Linked DNA regions of Mus musculus: region 1 is linked to region 2. Evidence: chromatin contacts called from public Hi-C data. All regions are on one chromosome and are shown on one strand. Each heading gives the region's core, a stretch centred on a gene start, on an enhancer-like site or on the middle of the called end of the contact. The rest is flanking DNA. Distances are from core to core; before and after follow the strand shown.

What was found. Hi-C and Micro-C count contacts between places; a contact is called where the count stands out from the background.
Region 1: a Hi-C map of the N1E-115 cell line shows a contact between it and region 2, with 3 times the contacts expected there. The contact joins two enhancer-like sites. A contact is called at or near these places in 17 of 39 promoter capture datasets (the 3T3-L1 cell line, HPC-7-derived erythroid cells, cranial neural crest and 10 more), 6 of 484 Hi-C or Micro-C datasets (the G1E-ER4 cell line, the N1E-115 cell line, adipose-derived mesenchymal stem cells and 2 more) and 2 of 9 other capture datasets (adipose tissue and liver).

The regions. Positions count from the first base shown.
Region 1 is chr12:76,804,004-76,809,644 of GRCm38.p6, reverse strand. Rab15 (RAB15, member RAS oncogene family) reads left to right here. Exons shown (of 7, transcript NM_134050.5): 2 at 5,142-5,202. Among named protein-coding and RNA genes, the nearest start is that of Gpx2, 11 kb to the right of the region's middle. Within about 2 kb of position 4,029, at least 33 of the 459 cell types and tissues checked have an H3K27ac peak or open chromatin away from gene starts, as enhancers often do. A contact at or near this core is called in the N1E-115 cell line, where this site is marked.
Region 2 is chr12:76,465,945-76,471,634 of GRCm38.p6, reverse strand. No RefSeq gene overlaps it. Among named protein-coding and RNA genes, the nearest start is that of Gm10451, 24 kb to the right of the region's middle. Within about 2 kb of position 2,049, at least 9 of the 459 cell types and tissues checked have an H3K27ac peak or open chromatin away from gene starts, as enhancers often do. A contact at or near this core is called in the N1E-115 cell line, where this site is marked.

The sequences.
Region 1 (5,641 bases), core at 2,780-5,279, 340 kb before region 2:
ACCAGGACCAATGCAACTTAGAGGAGGAAGGGTTTGTTTAGCTTTTGTTTCCAGGGGGATGAGCGTTCCTCATGGTAAGAAGCAGACAAACAGTGGCTGGAGCAGAAGCTAAGGGCTCTCACATCTTGAACTCCAAGCAGGAAGGAGAGAGAGAGAGAGAGAGAGAGAGAGAGCTCATTGGTAACAGCTCCAGGTCTTGAAACCTCAAAGCCTACAGCAATTGACACATTTCCTTCAACAAAGCCACACTTTTTTTTTTTTTTTAGACAGGGTTTCTCTGTATATCCCTTGGCTGTCCTGGAACTCACTCTGTGACCAGGCTGGCCTGGAACTCAGAAATCCGCCTGTCTCTGCCTCCCAAGTGCTGGGATTAAAGGCATGCTACCGGGGCCTAGCAAACACAGAAGTGGATGCTCACAGTCAGCTAGTGGATGGATCATAGGGCTCCCAATGGAGGAGCTAGAGAAAGTAGCCAAGGAGCTAAAGGGATCTGCAACCCTATAGGTGGAACAACATTATGAACTAACCAGTACCCCGGAGCTCTTGACTCTAGCTGCATATATATCAAAAGATGGCCTAGTCGGCCATCACTGGAAAGAGAGGCCCATTGGACTTGCAAACTTTATATGCCCCAGTACAGGGGAACACCAGGGCCAAAAAGGGGGAGTGGGTGGGCAGGGGAGTGGGGGTGGGTGGATATGGGGGACTTTTGGTATAGCATTGGAAATGTAAATGAGTTAAATACCTAATAAAAAATGGAAAAAAAAAAAAAAAAAAAAAGGCATGCTACCACTGCCCGGCTAAGGCCACACATCCTAAAGCTACCCAAACAGAGCCACCGACTGGGAACCAAGCATTCAGCAGACACCCGAGCCTCTGAGGAACATTCTCATTTAAACCACCGTGGTAGGAATAGAAACTACAGGTAGTTAGTTAGGTGTTGTACACTTGCTATTTAATTATCCACAGTGAAGGCAAGTGGTACTCTCCTTCTACAGGTAAGAAAATGAAAACTGGCAAAGAAATTAAGATTTGCCTGTAGTCATATATTAAGGGCCCAATTCAAACTCAGGTCCTTCCGATTCCAGGGCTAACCAATGTCTCTTCCCTACATTCTATTCTCAGTCTTGCTAACTTCCTGCCATAGTCTGCACCAGTGGTTCTCAGCCTGTGGGCCTTTCAAAGGGGTCACCTAAGACCACCAGAAGACACAGATATTTACATTAAATTCATAATAGCAAAATTATAATTATGAGGTAGCAATGAAAATAATTTTATGGTTGGAGGTCACCACAACACGAGGAACTGTATTATAGGATTGTAGCATTAGAGAGGCTGAGGACCACTGCTTTACACAGTCTGTTAAAGTACAGTTTCTGAGTCTTACTCAAAGTATGACTTAGTGGATTTAGGCAAGTTAAGGCAGCTAGATTCCTTTTTCTTTCTTTTCCTTAATTTTTATTATTTATGTTTTAAGGTGGCTGCCTTAAAATGAAAAGAAAAAAAGAAAAAAAAATCCTCCCGGGTAATTCTAAATTTAGCCAAGGTTTTGCAAAGTACACTCTGAAAGAGACTGCCCACGCCGCCTGTCTTGACAGTTCAGGTGCAAAGCTTTTGCACCACGTGGCTGGCAAACTTAAGATATGTGGGACTCTCCTGGGAGCTTGTTGAAACAGTCTGCTGGCCCTGCATCGCTGGGGTTCTGAGTCTCCAAGGCTGAAGTAGGATTCAGGCACTCGCCTTTCTAAGTCTGAGATGATGCTATAAGGCTGCAAGTCTGGGGATGCCCTTTGGAAACTATTGTCCTGAGAACTCACGGACTGAGGTCCGATCCACGGACCCCGAAGCAAGATATAACTCCTCAGGCTTGAGTTCACACCTCCTGAATCTGAATCTGTGTGCATCTTAATTCTGCCTTAGAGAGGCAAGGCGTGAGCAAACCCTGGGGTGGAGGTAGATGGAGACTCTCTCTCTTTCCTAGGAGAGGCAAAAGCGGCAACAGGGAGGAGCGCTTCGGGTTAGGATGAGCAGCAGGGAGGACTGCTGGGAGACGGATTCCAGTAGGGGAGAAGACTCTTCTGTGAGGAAGAAAGAGAGGTAGTGGGCCTGAGAGGAGATGCTGTGGAAACTCACTCTGTTGCTGGCTGGCTTGAGGAGAGGGCACACAGGGGCTAAGGGACAGTCCTGTGAAACTGTGACAGGTGAACACATTTGAATGATTAGCTTGCTGAGCAGCCAATAGCCTGAGGTGGGGACAGCTTGAGTCTACAGCGGACTCGATCAGGCTAGTATTTTGATTGTGTCTTGCAACAGAAAACAAACAAACAAACAAACAAACAAACAAAAACAAACCCAACAGCCATGAAGCATAGAGCAAGGTCTTGGGTCAGCACATGGTACTGCTGACCAGGGTCCCATTGGTAGGATGGATAGAATGGAAAGCTCAGGGGAGGAGGGGACATAGAGGAGGAGAACATGGATATCCTTGGGCGATTACAGCTTTTATGTTTAAAGAAAAAGATGGGGGCAATCCTTCAGAAGATAAAGCCCATTCCTTCCTTCATACATTAATAAATATGAATAAGCTAAGAGGAAGGCCTTTATTCCTCAGACTATTTTTAAAGATTTATTTATTTATTTTATGTATATGAGTACACTGTAGCTGTACAGATGGTTGTGAGCCATTATTAGTGGGGAATTGAGACTGCCTCACTCGCTCCAGTCCAGTTGACTCCGGTCAGCCCTGCTCACTCCATTTGGCCCTGCTCTCCTAAGACATGTTAAAACAAACTTGGAGTGGCTAGATTGCAGTATAGCCTGTAAAAGTGGAGGTTGCTGGAATCTCAGAATTGGCCAGTCTTGACTCCTGTCCATGCAGGTCCAAGTGAGGGAAGACCAAACAGGAATGATTGACTCCAGCATCAATGGAGTCTGTGACTTCCACATCTGCTTATCCCTTCTACCCCTTCTAACAGCATCCTCTCACGGGGAAGGTCTCCTGAGGATTGGCAGCTCCTCCTCTCAGCACAGGACCCACAGGAAAACAAACAGTGAAGACTTCTCTTTTGGTTTATTTATTTATTTATTTATTTATTTATTTATTTTGGTCCGTGTGATAAAATGTCAGACTAAAGTGACTTAAGGAAGGTGGAGTTTACTTTAGCCCACAGTCTGAGGGCCATGGCAGAAGCTTGAGGGAGCTATCACATTGCATCTGCAGTGAGGAAGGAAACAGGAGGAACTAAATGCTCCAGCCCTGCTTGCCTTCTCGCTTTTACTCAGCTTAGGACCCCCATATCTTGAAATAGCACCCCCCACACATTTAGGGTGAATCTTCCCACCTCAGTTGATACAATCTAGAGACTCCCTCTCAGTCCAAAAAGCTTGTGATTCCAGATTCCTGTTCAGTTGATAATATTAACCACTTCCATGAGGGGTTAACATGCTAACAAACAACTCTCCCCTCACACACTCATTCCCCCCACCCCAATCGGTACAGGGGTGGGGGCATGCATTCCAGCATTAAGCAAGCCCTTGTTTGAAACTCTGATCCACACTGTGCTAACCTCAGGCAGGTTATTTGCATCTGAGCCCTTCCTTCCTACTGTCCCCTGTAAGGGGAGGGACCATGTGTCTCTGCTGCTGTGTCCACCTTGAGACTGAGACCTGTGCAGGGCACAGTGGAAAATTTCACGGATGTTCAGGGGTTGAGGCAATAAAACTCTCCTATGAATACTTTGAACAAGGAGCACTCCTGACCAGGCTATGAGTGTGAGCTAGGTTTATTATATGGGGAATTCCCTCTTCCTTCTTGGACGAAGGTACCAGTCTTTGAAACAAGAATGTCTTGATTCTTGCTTGCCTCCTATATCAAGTTCTGAGGAGAAGCCAATTCCTTGTAACTATTTGTCCAAGGAGGGAGGAAGTAGGCTGCTGCCTCCCACCAGGGCCAGGTGTCCCTCTCCTTTCATCCTCTTCCTCTTCATCATCCTTTCTCTTGACACAGCGAAGAATGCCATTTGGAAAAGTACAGCCGCGTAGATATGAATCAGCTCAGGCAGGCATGATTCATGCCTGACCGGCTTGATTTAGTTTGGGTCTTCCATTCCGAAGCTTCTTGTCCCTTCTGATTAAAAGATGATTGTTCTTGGTGGTGGGAGGGGAGAGGCTGACTTTAATGTCTCTTTTGGTGGAAACCTGGGGACAGGAGAGATAAGAGACCATGCTTTCCTGCTTGGCAAAGCCCAGATGTGGAGGGAGAATGCCGACGGGGTTGGGAACGCTGGCATCCTTGGGACCTTCTGGACTGGATGTTCAGCTGCTGATGGATAGCACACAGTACCTTTCCCATGTTCCCCAGCTCAAGACCGTGGATTGTGATGCCCTGTGAGTAGCTCTTGAATCCCTGGGCACAGTGCCTGGGCACAGTTGGGGCTGGGAAAGGCATGGTGATTCAGGCATCTCTCCTGACCCTGCCAGATGGCGCTCACTTCCCTTGTTGTAGATTTCCTCAAATGTTTCTCCTCTGGGTTCTTGGTTCTGGTAGGACTGGCAGTTTAGGGCTTCAGGGCCTAGGACAGAGGAAGCAGAGAACTCTGGGTTTTCTGTACCTTCCTGCTTTCCCTATCAGTTGATGGTCTTGGTGCACCTGCTGCATGCCTGGCACTGCACTCAGTCAGTGATAGCTGCAGCAGAGTGTGCAGGCCAGCACTGTCTCTCTCAGGGGCTTCTTAGCAACCAGATCAGAATTTGTAATGTTCCCACTTTTTCTTCCCTCTCTCTGTAGCTCTGGCTGTCCTGGAACTCACTCTGTAGACCAGGCTGGCCTCGAACTCAAAAATCTGCCCGCCTTTGCCTCCCCAGTGCTGGGATTAAAGGCGTGCGCCACCACCGCCTTGGCTGTTTTGACTGTTCCCACTTTTTACTGTCAAGGAAATGGAAGCTTGGGAAGTGAAATGGACACTCCCCATCCAAAGCTCTAAGTGCCTCTTTAGGATCTGTTTAGAGTTTAAATGTTAGTGAAGGAGCTTGCTTCTGGTCACCTCTTTGTCACATTTGACCAAAGCGGAGTCCCTTCCATGCTTTTTGAGTGTCCCAGCCTTCTTTGAGGGAGCCCTTCCTGACTTGCTTGCTTTCTCCAGGTGTTGACTTTAAGATGAAGACTATCGAAGTAGACGGCATCAAAGTGAGAATACAGATTTGGTGAGTCGAGCCAAGGAGGAGGAGGGTAATGGAGGGAGGGCTCTGAGCTGCCCCTGAGTACCCCTGTCATTTGTAAACCTGTGCTCCATCCGAGATAACTGGGTACCTCTATGAAGAGCGAGATCAGACACCCCCATCTGTTCTGTGAACCTTAATCTCAACAAACCATGGGAGTGAGGAGAGCTCACTAAAGGGAGGGAAGTCGGAGGAATTGGTAGAATAGCGTTGTGGGCTCATCTCAGAATTAGTGGTACTCTGTACCACTGCGCTTAAGACAGGGAGGCTGAGAGTACCACTCTCTGGTTTAGCTTGGGACTGGTTTTTGAGATTGCCTCAGTACTAACCACATGGTGCAATTTCCACTATTGGTCACCAGGGGCTGCTGTGTCTCTGTGTCTCTCTGGCCTAAAGGTCTTGGAAGCCCTTACCACTCACTTAA
Region 2 (5,690 bases), core at 800-3,299:
TGGGCCTGTCCATCTTTATTATGGGTCTCATGAAGGAACCAATCACATTTCTGGAGAAGATAGTCCTGTCAATGACTAACTCAAAGTGACAACTGCTTGCTGCGAGAAAGACATTGCAGACCAAGAGGGGCTTCACCAGCTCTTTGCCTGAGGTCCAAGAAAGCAGCTACTGTCCTAGGATGGGCGATATACTCTTTTAATTTTGAAGACAATCAGGTTTTAAAGAGCTTCCTACTGTAAATGTAAAATATAATAACAAGGTATTGAAATTGTGCATAATACCATGGGAACAAGGGAGTGAGTTAGGAGGCTCTATAACCATTATATTAATATGCTGAGAAACGTTGTGGTAATTTTTCTTTTCTTCTTCTTCTTCTTCTTCTCCTCCTCCTTCTTCTCCTCCTTCTCCTCCTCCTCCTCCTCCTCCTCCTCCTTCTTCTCCTCCTCCTCCTCCTTCTTCTTCTTCTTCTTCTTCTTTTTTTTTTTTCTGAGACAGGGTTTCTCTGTGTAGCCCTGGCTGTCCTGGAACTCACTTTGTAGACCAGGCTGGCCTCGAACTCAGAAATCTGCCTGCCTCTGCCTCCCAAGTGCTGGGATTAAAGGTGTGCACCACCAATGCCCTGCGGTAATTTTTCTAATACCTGCCCCCCCAAACAGCTTACGCGCAAACTCATACTAATTGATGACTTGCGTTTTGTTTGTTATCTTAGTTAAGGTTCTATTGCTGTGAACAGACACCATGACCAAGACAACTCTCACAGAGGAAAGCATTTAATTGCAGCTGGCTTACAGGTTCAGAGGTTCAGTCCACTATCCTCGTGGTAGGAAGCATGGCAGCACACAGGCAGGCATGGTGCTGGAGGAGCCGAGAGTTTCCAGGAAGAGAGCCGCACAGTCTGACTTGAGCTTCTGAAATAGCAAAGCCCACCCCCCAGTAACACACTTCCTCCAACAAGACCACAGCCACTCTAACAAGGCCACACCACCTAGTGCCACTCCCTAAGCACTCAAATATTTGAGCCTATGGGGGAGGGCAATCATTCAAACCAACTCATTTTCTGAGATAGGGTTTTTCTGTATAGCCCAGGCTAGCCTTGCGCTATCACCTTCCCTTCCTCCCCTCCCACACCAGCCCCATATTAATTTTAAAGTAAAATGTTTGCTTTCTAATCGGGTACCCTCAAACATCCCCTCTGTTACTGGACGAAGGAGTCAGCGTCAGGCTGAAGATGCTCTGAAATGCTGGGGCAAACGTTACTTTAGTAAGCCTCCCCTTTGTTTGCTACCAGATGGCTAGACTCAGGACTGTATCGATACACGTCTCCTTATATCAGACCATGTTATCAGTAGGCAGACAGAGCTAAATGTAGTTAACTCGTCCAAAGTCCCCATATTTATAAAGTTATCAGGAACCAACGGCTTGCTCTTTCTTCTTGGCCACACTGCAGTCACTGCCAGAACAAACCCATGTGATGGGCTTGGTTAAGTGACTAGTTAAGTAACTAGTTAGTGGAACTCTCCAAAGGCCCCTCAGTTTTGTCCAAGGTCTTTACTGAATCACAAGAACAGGATCGTGTGTTCTGTTCCCTGGAATTCTGGGCTTCTCAAATATCCTGTGTGAGCAATGCTGTACTTACAAGGATGCCTTAGTCTGTATCTACCCACAATCAGGACTAGTGTTTTGGTAAGAGGACTTCCAGCAGACTAGCAGGGACACTACTCAAGAGTGGGGTTGCGGCCAAGCATGGCATGCATGCTCAGCACAGCTAAACCCAGGTTTGGACTGAACCTCCTTGTTGTTCCCAGCATGCAGAATGCAGCCTTTTGCTTTGTATTGCCAATGGCTCCTGGCTCCTCCTGCAGGTTTGGCATTTCTCACGGACAAGGACCCACTAGCCCGTGCTGTAGTTCCACGTAGGGTAGGGAATGACAAGCATTAACACGCTGGTGTTCTGATGAGAACAGCAAACAAGCTCTGCACCGACTGCGGTGAGGCAGGGTGTCTGCTCTCAGGCCTGGCAGAAGGGCCCAGCCCATGGGATTTGGTTGCCATGGGACGGGTATGGCGCTTCGGAATACATTGGACTGGCATATTTTCTTTCCATTTAAATCAGGGTGCTCTGCGAGTCTCCACCCATTTTAGGAACAGGTTTCTGTGCTTTAGGGTAAGGGACAAGCTATTGAGAACAAGTAGGTCATTGCTCTGTTTCAGCTTACAAATTCCTCTATAAAAACATGTGTAGTGGGAAGAGGTTGTCAAAGTGGGATGTATTCAACATAAACACAAAAGGGCCTCATGAGGAAACGAATACGGCTTGCCAGAGAGCAAGTTCAAAGTCAGGTAGCATTCCTCAGGGGATGAGACCAGACAGACAGACAGAAGGATCTGGAAAAACAGTGCAGGCAGATGGCCATCTACAAGTCAAGGAGAGCAGCCTGGACCCAATCCCATCCTTCTAGTCCTATGGACAGCTTGAACTCAGCTTTCTTGTCTTTAGAGCCATGAAAAAAATATTTTGTTTAAATCGGCTTGTTTTGTTGTGCTTTGTTATAGTAACATTAACAACCCGATATATCATCTTTGCTAAGAAAGTTATAAAGAGGGGAGAAATCTGTCTTTTGGTTTCTGATATAGATTACAGACCAGTGGTTTCCAAGAAAACTTGAGCCTATGGCACTGGTTTAGGATTGCTGAGACATTCAGCCTCATGAACTGGGCAGCCAGCAGATTCTTAGTCTCTCCCGTGCTAGTCGGCATTTGGTGGACTATCCAGACAATCTAATAGCCTGCCTGCTCTTTGGTAAGACAGGATCTCACTGTGTAGTCTTGACATACCTGGAACTCTATGTGCAGACCAGGCTGGCCTCAAACGATCTCTATCTCTGAGTACCTTCAGAGTGCTGGGATTAAAAGTGGAGGATACCATACCCAGCAATAAATCCACTTTTAAAATATATTAATTCTGGGCTGGAGAGATGGCTCAATGGTTAAGAGCATTGACTGATCTTCCAGAAGTCCTGAGTTCAATTCCCAGCAACCACATGGTTGCTCACAACCATCTGTAATCAGATCCGATGTCCTATTCTGTCTGGTGTATCTGAAGATAGCTACAGTGTACTCATATAAATAGAATAAATAAATCATATATATATGTGTATATATATATATATATATCAGTTCTATTCTTCTAGAGAACCCTAACTAATACACCCTATCTAAAAAAAAAAAAAGCCTAAACAACAGCAAAACCCCACCCCATAGCTCCCTAAAACACAACACTGAAATCTCTTAGAGGCTTGGGCTGCCTGGGCAGCTCTCTCGTGGCCAGAGCCCGAATTTCCCATATCCAGGCTAGACACAGCTTTATGGTCGGTGGAGCCGCCTCACTTAGTTCCAGTAGTTCTCTAGTTGAGAGCCACTTGTTGAACACAACCACTGTTAAAAGTGAAGTTACAGAGCTGTGGGGGAGCTCTGAGGTAGAGCAGGCGCTTGGCATGCCGAGGCCTCGGGTTCAAACTCAAGTGCCAAAAAACATAAGACAAACACAGGCAACAGTTTCTTCTTCTTTTTCTTCTTCTTCTTCTTCTTCTTCTTCTTCTTCTTCTTCTTCTTCTTCTTCTTCTTCTTCTTCTTCTTCTTCTTCTTCTTCTTCTCCTTCTCCTTCTCCTTCTCCTTCTCCTCCTCCTCCTCCTCCTCCTCCTCCTCCTCCTCCTCCTCCTCCTTCTTTTACTTTTGAGAGAGGGAGGGAGAAGGAGACAGACAGACAGACAGACAGATTTCCATCTCCTAGACTAGCCTCAAAGTTGCTATTGTCCTCCAATTTATGATCCCCCCGCGTCTACCTCCCAAATGCTGGGTTACAGGCACATGCCACCGTGCCTAGTTTTCGAGCAACTACTTTTTAAAGTAATAAATGCTAAAATATTCACTGCTTCTTAATGTATGTTTAACCTTTGCCTCTGCTTCAAGGGTATTTGAACCTACAGGATCCGTGTGTGGAAACCCTGGGCAATGTCTTTCTCTCTGTGCCTTTCCTCTTGACTCTGTGCTCAGTGAAGTCAGGTTGGTTCCCTGAAATCATCAACAAAACTGTTTCACCCAGGGAAACCAGCAAACGTGGTGTATGCGCCTTGAGGAGAGCCCGGTGTGAGTCATTTCCCAGAATACCACTCTGCAGATGTCAACACGGGCAGGGAGGACACTCCAGGTTCTGATGAAATAGCAGGATAACTGAAAAGCCTGAGACAAGTATTTCAGTGGGGCCCACATCTGATGTGGGATTTTAACCACCAGTGAGCATTGAGAACAAATCCAGTCGTTCACTGTGCCACCAAAGAGGGAGACGATGAGGTGATGCCTGGAAATCCTGCCATGTCTTTGCACAATGGGGGTGGGACAGTAAATAAACAGCCGGCCACTTCCACGCCTTCATTATGCTTTATTACTATGAGGTGACAGCGTTGAGGAGGAAATCTCTGAGCTGGCTTTCCCCTCACCACCCTTAGGACTGTCAAATGCTTTAGAGGGACTCTTTCAGAACTGCTCTAGGCAGCAAGAGAACTGGGACCTCCAAAGGCTCAGATGTCCAGCACCTGCAACCCACTCGTGAATGCTCCCCACTCACAGGTAACAGGTGTTCAGGATCCGAGCACAGCCCAGTTCTCGGGGCAACTATTGCCGTGTATAGTAACAGCTATAAAAATAGCAGGTGACCCCACTTCCACAAGGGGAGCCAGGGTAAGTGTTTCCAGACCACAGCAGTTACACTCTGTGCTGGAGACGGTCCAGGGGCTTGAGGCTGACCTGAGCTTGTCTCCAACCCTTCCCATTTGCCAACTGTGGCCTGGGCAGGGTTTGGCTTCCTCCGGCCTCCATTCTCATCAGCGCTGGAGAGAAACAGGAAAGAGTGTCTAAAGTTGAATGGCTGGAGGGGGAGGGCAGTGGGGGAGGGGTTAGTGAGAACAAAGTATAAAGACACCTATGTATGAAGATGCGAAGATGCCATGATGAAACCTGTTACTTTGCATGTTGACTTAAGAAGCTCAGACTTTTTTTTTTTTTTTGAGACAGGATTGCTCTGTGTAGCCCAGGCTGTCCTGGAACTCACTTTGTAGACCAGGCTGGCCTCAAACTCAGAAATCCGCCTGCCTCTGCCTCCCGAGTGCTAGGATTAAAGGCGTGTGCCACCATGCCCAGCGAGCAGAGACTCTTGTGTGTGTGTATGTGTGTATTTAAAGATTTTTTTATTTGTTATATGTAACTACACTTCACCCCAGAAGAGGGCATCTGATCTCTTTACGGATGGTTGTGAGCCACCATGTGGTTGCTGGGAATTGAACTCAGGACCCCCAGAAGAGCAGTCAGTGCTCTTAATCACTGAGCCATCTCTCCAGTCTGAGCTGTGTGTCTTTTAGTTACAGTGCTTACTGATATAATAAACAGGAAATGGACTTCAACCAACTATAAAGAAGGTGAGATGAGCTAGACAGGGATAGGGTTATGGCTCAGTCGGTAGAATGCTTGCCTAATATACACAAATCCCTGGGTTCCATTCCATAGCGCTGCATGAAGACTGGGCATGGTGGTATATGCTTGTGATCCCAGCACCCAGAAGACAGAAGCAAGAGGATCAGGAGTTCAAGACCATCCTCAGACACATAGTAAATCTGAGACTAACCTTGACTTATGA